Regions from separate parts of the Mus musculus genome. Here region 2 is linked to region 1. A link is a contact called in public promoter capture Hi-C data. All regions are on one chromosome and are shown on one strand. Each heading gives the region's core, a stretch centred on a gene start, on an enhancer-like site or on the middle of the called end of the contact. The rest is flanking DNA. Distances are from core to core; before and after follow the strand shown. Region 1 holds the start of Trappc3l (trafficking protein particle complex 3 like). Region 2 overlaps Dse (dermatan sulfate epimerase).

Region 1 (4,422 bases), core at 747-3,246:
ACAGGTTGAAAAGCACTGGTATACAGTTTTTCTGGAATGATAGTAGACCTATGTTGCCTCTTCACTGAGTTGTATCTTTAGCTTTCTCTAAAAGACATCAACTGGCATTCTGCTTTTGGAAGAACATTAAGAGTGACTTTTTTTCAGGTGGCCTGGGGAAGGTAGCTCTACTTTATCTACTGTGTACTGGGGCTGATACAATATTACAAAAGCAATGTTGAAAAAGTAGCTAAAGTAGATGTACATAGTAGAAGGCCACTCAGTTCCCTCCAATAGGAAAGTCAGTGAACAGGGAATGTCTCATCCATTTTATTCTCAAAATTCCCATGAGGCTGAGAGTTCTTTGTCTCTACTGAGCCAAGAGTTTTATAATTTCGTCTGTGCTGACTTACTAGTAAATGAATCATCCTCACCAAACTCGGAATTGGTTTATTAGTTTTCAGGACCTTCACCACAAAGAGACTTTTCAATAAGGTTTTCAATTAACAGCACAATCAAAGAATGTATGAAGTTATAGTGTTACATCACCAGGAAGATTAATAGTTGCTTAGGACTTAACAATAGGAAACAGCCTCTGACGGCTTCTGAAGCCCTCTCCTCAACAAACTCAAACAGAGAAAGCTTACCTTCTGAGCCAGTTAATCGTGGCCATGACTTTTTGGTAAAGGAGATGGGGAATTCCTGATTTACATGGTTCTGAGGAATTCCTAGCATCTATATGAATGCATGAATAATAGCATATATACTTGATATTTTATTGCATTGTGTATCATCTATTTCAAATGAAATAAATCGATACCCCACCCTCTTTTCATGTATTCTTTTGTTCAGCAGCTAGCTGGGTAAATTTTTTTCATTAAGAACATGGCCTTTCAGCCTTATTTATAATAGCCAGAAACTGGAAAGAACCCAGATGCCCCTCAACAGAGGAATGGATACAGAAAATGTGGTACATCTACACAATGGAGTACTACTCAGCTATTAAAAAGAATGAATTTATGAAATTCCTAGCCAAATGGATGGACCTGGAGAGCATCATCCTGAGTGAGGTAACACAATCACAAAGGAACTCACACAATATGTACTCACTGATAAGTGGATACTAGCCCAAAACCTAGGATACCCACGATATAAGATACAATTTCCTAAACACATGAAACTCAAGAAAAATGAAGACTGAAGTGTGGACACTATGCCCCTCCTTAGAAGTGGGAACAAAACACCCATGGAAGGAGTTACAGAAACAAAGTTTGGAGCTGAGATGAAAGGATGGACCATGTAGAGACTGCCATATCCAGGGATCCACCCCATAATCAGCATCCAAACGCTGACACCATTGCATATACTAGCAAGATTTTATCGAAAGGACCCAGATGTAGCTGTCTCTTGTGAGACTATGCCGGGGCCTAGCAAACACAGAAGTGGATGCTCACAGTCAGCTAATGGATGGATCACAGGGCTCCCAATGGAGGAGCTAGAGAAAGTACCCAAGGAGCTAAAGGGATCTGCAACCCTATAGGTGGAACAACATTATGAACTAACCAGTACCCCTGAGCTCTTGACTCTAGCTGCATATGTATCAAAAGATGGCCTAGTCGGCCATCACTGGAAAGAGAGGCCCATTGGACACGCAGACTTTGTGTGCCCCGGTACAGGGGAACGCCAGGGCCAAAGGGGGGGAGTGGGTGGGTAGGGGAGTGGGGGTGGGTGGGTAAGGGGGACTTTTGGTATAGCATTGGAAATGTAAATGAGCTAAATCCCTAATAAAAAATGGGAAAAAAAAAAAAAAAAAAAAAAAAAAAAAAAAAAAAAAAAAGAACATGGCCTTCCTCTCCTTTATGCTTAATGGGTTTAGGTAATTATAAAGCATATAATTAAAATCAATTATATGCGCTAACACCTACCTTGTATTTTTGCTGCCAAGTTCTTTTGGCTGGCACATCAATTTCTGTGGCTTGGCAGAGATAGACTCGCTGACTTCTCCTTTGTCTGCTCCACTACTCCACCAGGATTCAGACCACCGCCTTCCCAGGAGAAAAATAAACCCAAAGCTTAGCTCTGGCTGTTTCTGACTCCTTTACTCTAGCAAAGCTGAATTGCACAGACCTTACTTATGCTTCATCATTCTCCTTGATTCTGTACTCATTCCAGCTGTGTTTTTGTTTAAAAATTTAAGGTAATGACTGCAATTAGAAACAGCCATGTGGGGGCTCAGGGTTTAATAGCGCTTGTTGCTTTTCCCGAGGATCTGCATTCTTTTGCCAGCACCCACACCTGGTAGTTTCTAACCACATGCAACTCCAGTCCAATGAGATCTATATCACTTTCTCTTGCACTCTTTTTTTTAAAAGAAAAAGAAAAAAGAAACAACAGCGTGGGCTTACTGTTCTTTCGCATCTAGTTTGTACTAAAAGGCAAACACAAACAGACCTTTACATTTTTAAATCATATAACTAATTAACGGCATTCTGAATGCAGAGTACAAATATGTTTTCTAGCTCAAAAAGCCACAAATGCATAGACACAATTTTAGGTTCAACATGCAGCATACCAAGTATTAGTATGCGATCAAGAAAGAGCAGAGTGCCAGGCTTGGGAAACAGGCAGGTTTAAAACTGGTTGTGTGAACTGGAAGTTAACATGTCTACAGATGTGACCCTGGATGGAATAGCGCACGGTGGTTCTAAACGGGTGAACTGCATCGTCCTTAGTGGAACTCATTTGGCTGTTCTAAACTCCAAGAATGATGAATCTTCTTTAATCTCAGCATCTAGGGAGACTGCAGCTTTCATGTATGGTTTCCTCTGTTGCCACCTAGTGGTTTCTATGAGTATGTGCACTATCTGTAGTGGGTGACTGCAGTACATATGGAGCATTACAAAGATATGAAGTCTGAAGCATTCCAAACATTAAGACATTTAAAACAGCAACATGAGGGGTTTGAAATGCTCCATCAGTAAATCTACGCAAATATTTCCAACTTGAAAAAAACACTTTCAGAATTACCACCACCCCTGTCCTGGAGTCTCAGGTTCTCTTTTTCTCTCCCTCTTCCTCTCCCACCCTCCCTCCCTCCCTCCCTCCCTCCCACCTCTCTCTCTCTCTCTCTCTCTCTCTCTCTCGCTCTCTCTCTCACACACACACACACACACACACACACACACACACACATGAAAGGTCCAGGACAGCACTATAATCTTGTTTCTTTCAGAAGGCCATAGTTATGAAGGGTTAACATGGAGTTCAGAGAAGCACTGTCACTCATTACTCATATGACCTTATGAATGTCAGCCTCTCTGGAACTTTAATTTTCCTTTGTATGAGACAGGAAAGAATGATTAAGTTGTAAGAGTTGTTGAGTGAACTCCTACTTGGAACACAGACTTATTTGAAGAGTAGTTCTGCGAAAATCTATATTGAATAAATCTCCTTCAAAATTAAACATATGGACAGACACACTTACATGCCACGGGGTTTATATTCCAAGACTCTAGTCCTTGTAATTCATCAGTGTTATTTTGATGGGAAAGACACTTGGAAGATTTGACACGAGTACTTTTAGATGAGGAGATCAAGTCCTGTAGAGTCTCGAGTCATTTCTCCACAGGAGGAATCAGTCAGGGAAAATGTTGGGCTACTCTCAAGGAATCACAAACTATGTCCGCTCAACACAGACAGGGCAGTAACAATAAACAGACCAAAAAATTCTACCAAGTTCAACTTGGCAAGCCAAGGAATTTATTGGAACTGCTCATAGGATTATAGGTGAGGGGTTGCTCATAGGAAGTGCATCACCCTAAAGCCCCGGTCCACATGGGTGACGACTCACAGAGCCTCCACCCCTGGATCTTTCTGCACCATCTTTACTGCTTATGTAACTTTTGGGTAGGAGAGGTCTTGTGAATCAGGTAAGTTTAGAGGTTTCCTGGGATCCTTGAATTGCTTAAACTCCGAGTCTTGTGGATCCTGTAATCTGGAGGAAATATTTCAATTTGGTATTGCCAGACAGGAGAAGAAAGAGTCATTACTGAGTGTCCATCATCCCTGACAAACAGGGCCATGAGCTAAAGTATGTGGGCATCCTCTACAAACAGGCAAAGACGTAGACTCTTTCTGAGAGCCGGCAGAAGGAACACAGCCCTGCCGACATCTTTATTTTGACCTACAGAGAACTGTGTCAGACTAGTAAGGATTCTATATAGTTTTTATGAATTACAAGATGACAAATTTGCATTTCTTAAAACCACAGAGTCTATAGAAATTTATTATAGTGGTGATTGTGTGGTATGATGGTGGCACATACCAACTCATCTCAAGAGTTTAGGAATCCAAGACCTCTTCAAGGGTGTGTCTAGTACAAGATTGTATCTTCCCTTGACCAGTTTAGGCAAAACTGTTGCTCTTTGAACTATCATCTTTCTA
Region 2 (4,422 bases), core at 1,267-3,766, 140 kb before region 1:
GACTTCCACATGTGTGCTGTGGCATGAATACATACATGCATACACACAAATAACCAAAATCCTTTTTAAAAAGTCATAGCAGTTTCTGTACATAAACAGAATAATATTTTTTTTCAGCAAGAGTTTAAAATTCAAGCCAGGAAAGTATGTCTAAGAAAAGCGTTTCATAGAGATTTTAAACAGAATCCCATAAAGGTCAATTCAATGATATTTTGGAGTCAGCACATATTATTCTGGTTTTTTTTTTTTTCTTAAAAATTTAATAATGTGCACACCTTTTTATTTTCTTACCTGTGCTTACCTGTACTGTGCCTTTACCTCTGCAAACCATCACCAAATTTTAAGACACATAATACAAAATTTAAATAGGAAGTTGCTGAGAAGGCTGGAGAGATAGCTCAGTGGTTAAGAGCACTGACTGCTCTTCCAAAGGTCCTGAGTTCAATTCCCAGCAACCACATGGTGGCTCCCAACCATCTGTAATGGGATCTGTTGCCCTCTTCTGGTGTGTCTGAAGACAGCAACAAAGTACTCACATACATTAAATAAATAAACAAACAAACAAATAAATAAATCTATCTAAGAAAGAAAGAAAGGAGAAGAGAAGAGAAGAGAAGAGAAGAGAAGAGAAGAGAAGAGAAGAGAAGAGAAGAGAAGAGAAGAGAAAGTAACTGAGAAAGAGTTGGGAAATGGCTTGGGAGAAGAATAGTGAGATTCACTAAAATGTATCACACAACATGACCACGAGTGGATCACATGTGGACCCTGAGATTGCTTTGTTTTATTTATTTAGCAACAAAATGATAGGCTTCCTCAGTTTTGAAGTTTACAGTGTCCATGAGAATAAAAAATCAGGTCAGTTACTCTATAAAAGAACAATTATTCTTGGCCCAAAGATCACAAAGAACCTTCTAGATTTTCACAGAGACTCAGTACTCTCATAAACATCCTTCAGTGTGGGTGATGAAGGATGTTGATGCTTTCACACGACACTGGAAGGAGAACAGGGAGTAGGTTGTTTGGCTCATGCATAGATTCCCTTAACGGAGCCTTTCCTTAGCACATTTCACTAAACCTGCAGAGATGAAGGAATAAAGGTGGAGGAGATAGATTCATGATTTGGCCAGCCATGTTTTCCCCTAGGTGGGGTGAATTCTTTAGTAGACTTTTTCTTATGTTAGGAAAATGATGAAATGGCAGCATGCTTGTCCATCATATTAGATGGATTGCTGTAAGCTTGATCTACTCAGTGTATGTATTTATTTGATGATCTAGAACTTAATGAAAATAAAACAAAAGGCTCACTCAGTTATTGGAGACCACTGCTTACAGGGCAGAAAAGTATAAGCTTACCATGCCTCATTTAATCAGACATGGAGATGAAAACATTGTGAAGAGATTTAAGATTGTGATGGAAGGGATTTGCTCAAGCTGGAGTTGATAGCTGGGAGGTACCAAGTGTGCATTGCCCAGTAGTGGATTTGGGGGGCTTTCCTCTTAATTTGTGAACCCATCGGAAACATACCCAACAAAGGGGTCTTTGGGGTAGATGAGTGTCTTGTTTGTGTCCTTGTGTCCTGATTCTGTTGTAATTAGCCCCGTGTCCTCTGGCAGATTTCATAGCTGCTATCAACATGGTTTTTTATATCTGTAAAATGTAGACGAATCTTTCCTCCATGAGGTCCCAAGGATGGAATAAGGTGATGCTCAAAAAGCTCTTAGGATTATAGAGTTGGCACACAGTTGTACTAAAACTTCATTCTTTTTGTTATACAGAAAGAGGCAAAGATAACAAGATTGTCAAGTCTTGGGTGCAGAGTATTCCTTTTAGCTACTCTGCTGCTCTGGAGTTGTGTTTCTGAGAAGTATCTGTAGTGGGTCACTCTTTCTCCCTTTCCTTATGTTTCTGCTGTATCATGAGACAGAAAATAAGTCACAGAGGAAACAAATGACTTCTCTCTTGTGTCGGAGCTAGTTGACTACAGGGAATCCAGAGAACTAGTGAGGGAAAAATATAAGTTGAACTTTTGGACAGAGATCTAATTTTTTTTCCTCTGCAACAGATTATTAAATTCTTACATATGGATTGCAAGCTTCTGAAATCCTAGGGTGTGTTTGTAAAATAATATAAAACAGCAAGAGAAAGGGGTTTATAAAAAAGAAAAATCTCCATCACACTGAAATGGACCATTCGGTGGTTTTGTTGCTCGATGAACTGCGAGGCCTGTCTCAGCCTTGCCTTCCGGCCTCCAAAGGCTGTTTCTTGTAGCTGCTTTTCCAGCCTTTTGCTTTTCTAAACTGTAAGCTAATGTTGATAATCAAAAGCAGGAGGAAGTTGCTGGACCCCAACACTCGGAGCCACACGGCACTGTGAGTGAAAAGATGAGGTTTTCCTCTGGTGACCTTCCAGTGAGAAAGGCAGAGGGGTCTGTTCAGCAGACACCTGGAATCAATTAAAGTGTGCTGGTCCCGGAAACAAATGCTGGGCTGTCAGAAACCCAGCCTCCAGCTCTAGCTCTTTCTCATTTGTGGTTCCTTCTTTTATACCCTCCCCCTTTCAGGCACTCTTTCTTTCTTGAACCTTACATTCTGTGACAGGTTCCTCGTTTTGTGTAGATTTAGATCCTTGAAAATAGATGGCTCTGAGCCTTAACTCTGGACAATCTCTTTAATATGAACAGAATCTCAAGCAGTAGGACCCTGACCATCGATTGGAAAGCTCCTTCTTGACTGCCACTTAAAGAGCAGGTTGCTGCCACTCAGCATCATTACACATGGATCTGTGAGCAAGGCACTCATAAGCTGCTACGAAGCTACCTTGAACTCTAAACTGTCTTCCATCTTTTTCAAATGCTGGGGGTGGGGGGTCGACAGGAGGGGAGATAAAGATGTTTCAGTAAGGCTGCTTTCTACATATGTTTAGGATATTTGATGAAAAAAAAAGATATTTGAGGATTGCTATAATCATACTCACTTGGAAAGAAATGCGAAGTGAATTTTCTTTGTAGGATATGTTTGTACTTGTATGCTTCAGCGCCCTTTGTTCCCTGTTTAAATGCAATGTGGGCTTTCTGAATTGCTTCAGGCCAGAAGCAGCCTCCTTTTTGTAGTAGAGTGTCTCACTTTGTGTTTACAGCATAGGCAACCTGGATATAAAGTTCTGCCTACTCTTTGCATATAAACATTAAAAGTGTATCTTTAAATGTTTTCTAACAAAAACTTGGCAAGCATGTTTGGATTCTATGCATTCCTTATTTTTCCATCTCAAGGGAAGATGTTAATTGGCAGGTACTGAATCTGTCTATAATGATACTTCACGAAGATCTTTAATTTTCTGTGGTATTTTATAATCAGTTTTTAAACACTGGGTTTGTGTATTGGATGAAATAAGAACCCTGTTCTGACGTCACTTGCGTTTTGGCCTTCTTCTCCGTGCAGTCTTAGTAATGCAAAATGAATATTTGTAATAGCTGCTGAGGCTGCTGCTGATACAAGTGAGCTTATCAGATCACTTGATAATGATACAGATGTGCTTATAGGCTCTATTGATGATGATATAGATGTGCTTATTGTCTGTGATGGATACAAATGCGCTCATTGGCTGTGTTGACAATGGTACACGTGTACTTATGGAATTTCTTGCTGATGGTTCCGATGTGTTTATTGAATCTGTTGGTAAGGGTACAGGTCTGTTCATTGGTTATTTTGGTATTTTGGTTAATAATTTGGCAAGCCAAATAGTCCATTTTGTCATAGGTAGCTTCAAAATGGCCTCAAACTTTTCAAGTTGTAAGGCTTCATCAATTAAAGGAACACATATTAATTATACTTAACAGGCTGTCTCCCCATTTTTTTCCTTGTCCTTCCAATATGCTGACTTCAGACATGCAGAAAAACATGCAGTCTCTTATATAAGCCTGTGATGTAGAAAACTTTTCTATGTAATGATGGCCTGGCATGAGTGAATCAGGAAAGGGACACTTGTTCGTGGCTATACTTTCAATTAAGGAGGGAAATGAATGCCACAGTTACGATTCCAAGGGTGGGGAAAGGATGTAACAAAATATGATTCTTTTAGCATTTGGACCATCGTTCAGAAGACAGATGCTAGCTCCTCCCTATTGCTGACTCCCAACTTGTGTAATAGGCCCAAGACATCTAACAAGTGATTCTGAGGCCCACTGCAGTTTACAGGTAGACGGATGAGAGGGCTTGTGAAGAGTGGGCCTGGGTAGCTAGTTACAGACTGTCCCTGTTTCAGACAGGGAATATAGGCGGGAGAGCTGGCTGCTGGGAGAAAGAGGATACCTCACTGTCTCACATGTCTCTTTCTTACAACATTATCTGTTGCTTCTGTTTTTTTGATCTGTCTCACTTGAGTGTATCACCATATAGATAGATGGCTACCAAAACCCCTTCCCC

Evidence for each region. Promoter capture Hi-C pulls out the DNA fragments that hold promoters and counts their contacts.
Region 2: a promoter capture Hi-C map of pre-B cells shows a contact between it and region 1. The contact joins the enhancer-like site here to the promoter of Trappc3l in region 1. A contact is called at or near these places in 14 of 39 promoter capture datasets (3T3-L1-derived adipocytes, the C10 cell line, the HPC-7 cell line and 9 more), 7 of 484 Hi-C or Micro-C datasets (3T3-L1-derived adipocytes, the HPC-7 cell line, double positive thymocytes and 4 more), 4 of 115 datasets of contacts at active chromatin or transcription factors (CD8 T cells, bone marrow-derived macrophages, double positive thymocytes and 1 more) and 5 of 9 other capture datasets (adipose tissue, embryonic stem cells, liver and 2 more).

What each region holds. Positions count from the first base shown.
Region 1 is chr10:34,035,171-34,039,592 of GRCm38.p6, reverse strand. It overlaps Trappc3l (trafficking protein particle complex 3 like), which reads right to left and starts at 1,996. Exons shown (of 7, transcript NM_001162937.1): 1 at 1,905-1,996. It overlaps Calhm4 (calcium homeostasis modulator family member 4), which reads left to right. Exons shown (of 2, transcript NM_001081165.1): 2 at 1-809.
Region 2 is chr10:34,174,410-34,178,831 of GRCm38.p6, reverse strand. All of the region lies in intron 2 of Dse (dermatan sulfate epimerase), which reads left to right. Among named protein-coding and RNA genes, the nearest start is that of Dse, 31 kb to the left of the region's middle. Within about 2 kb of position 2,516, at least 56 of the 459 cell types and tissues checked have an H3K27ac peak or open chromatin away from gene starts, as enhancers often do. A contact at or near this core is called in CD8 T cells, the HPC-7 cell line, pre-B cells and 1 more, where this site is marked.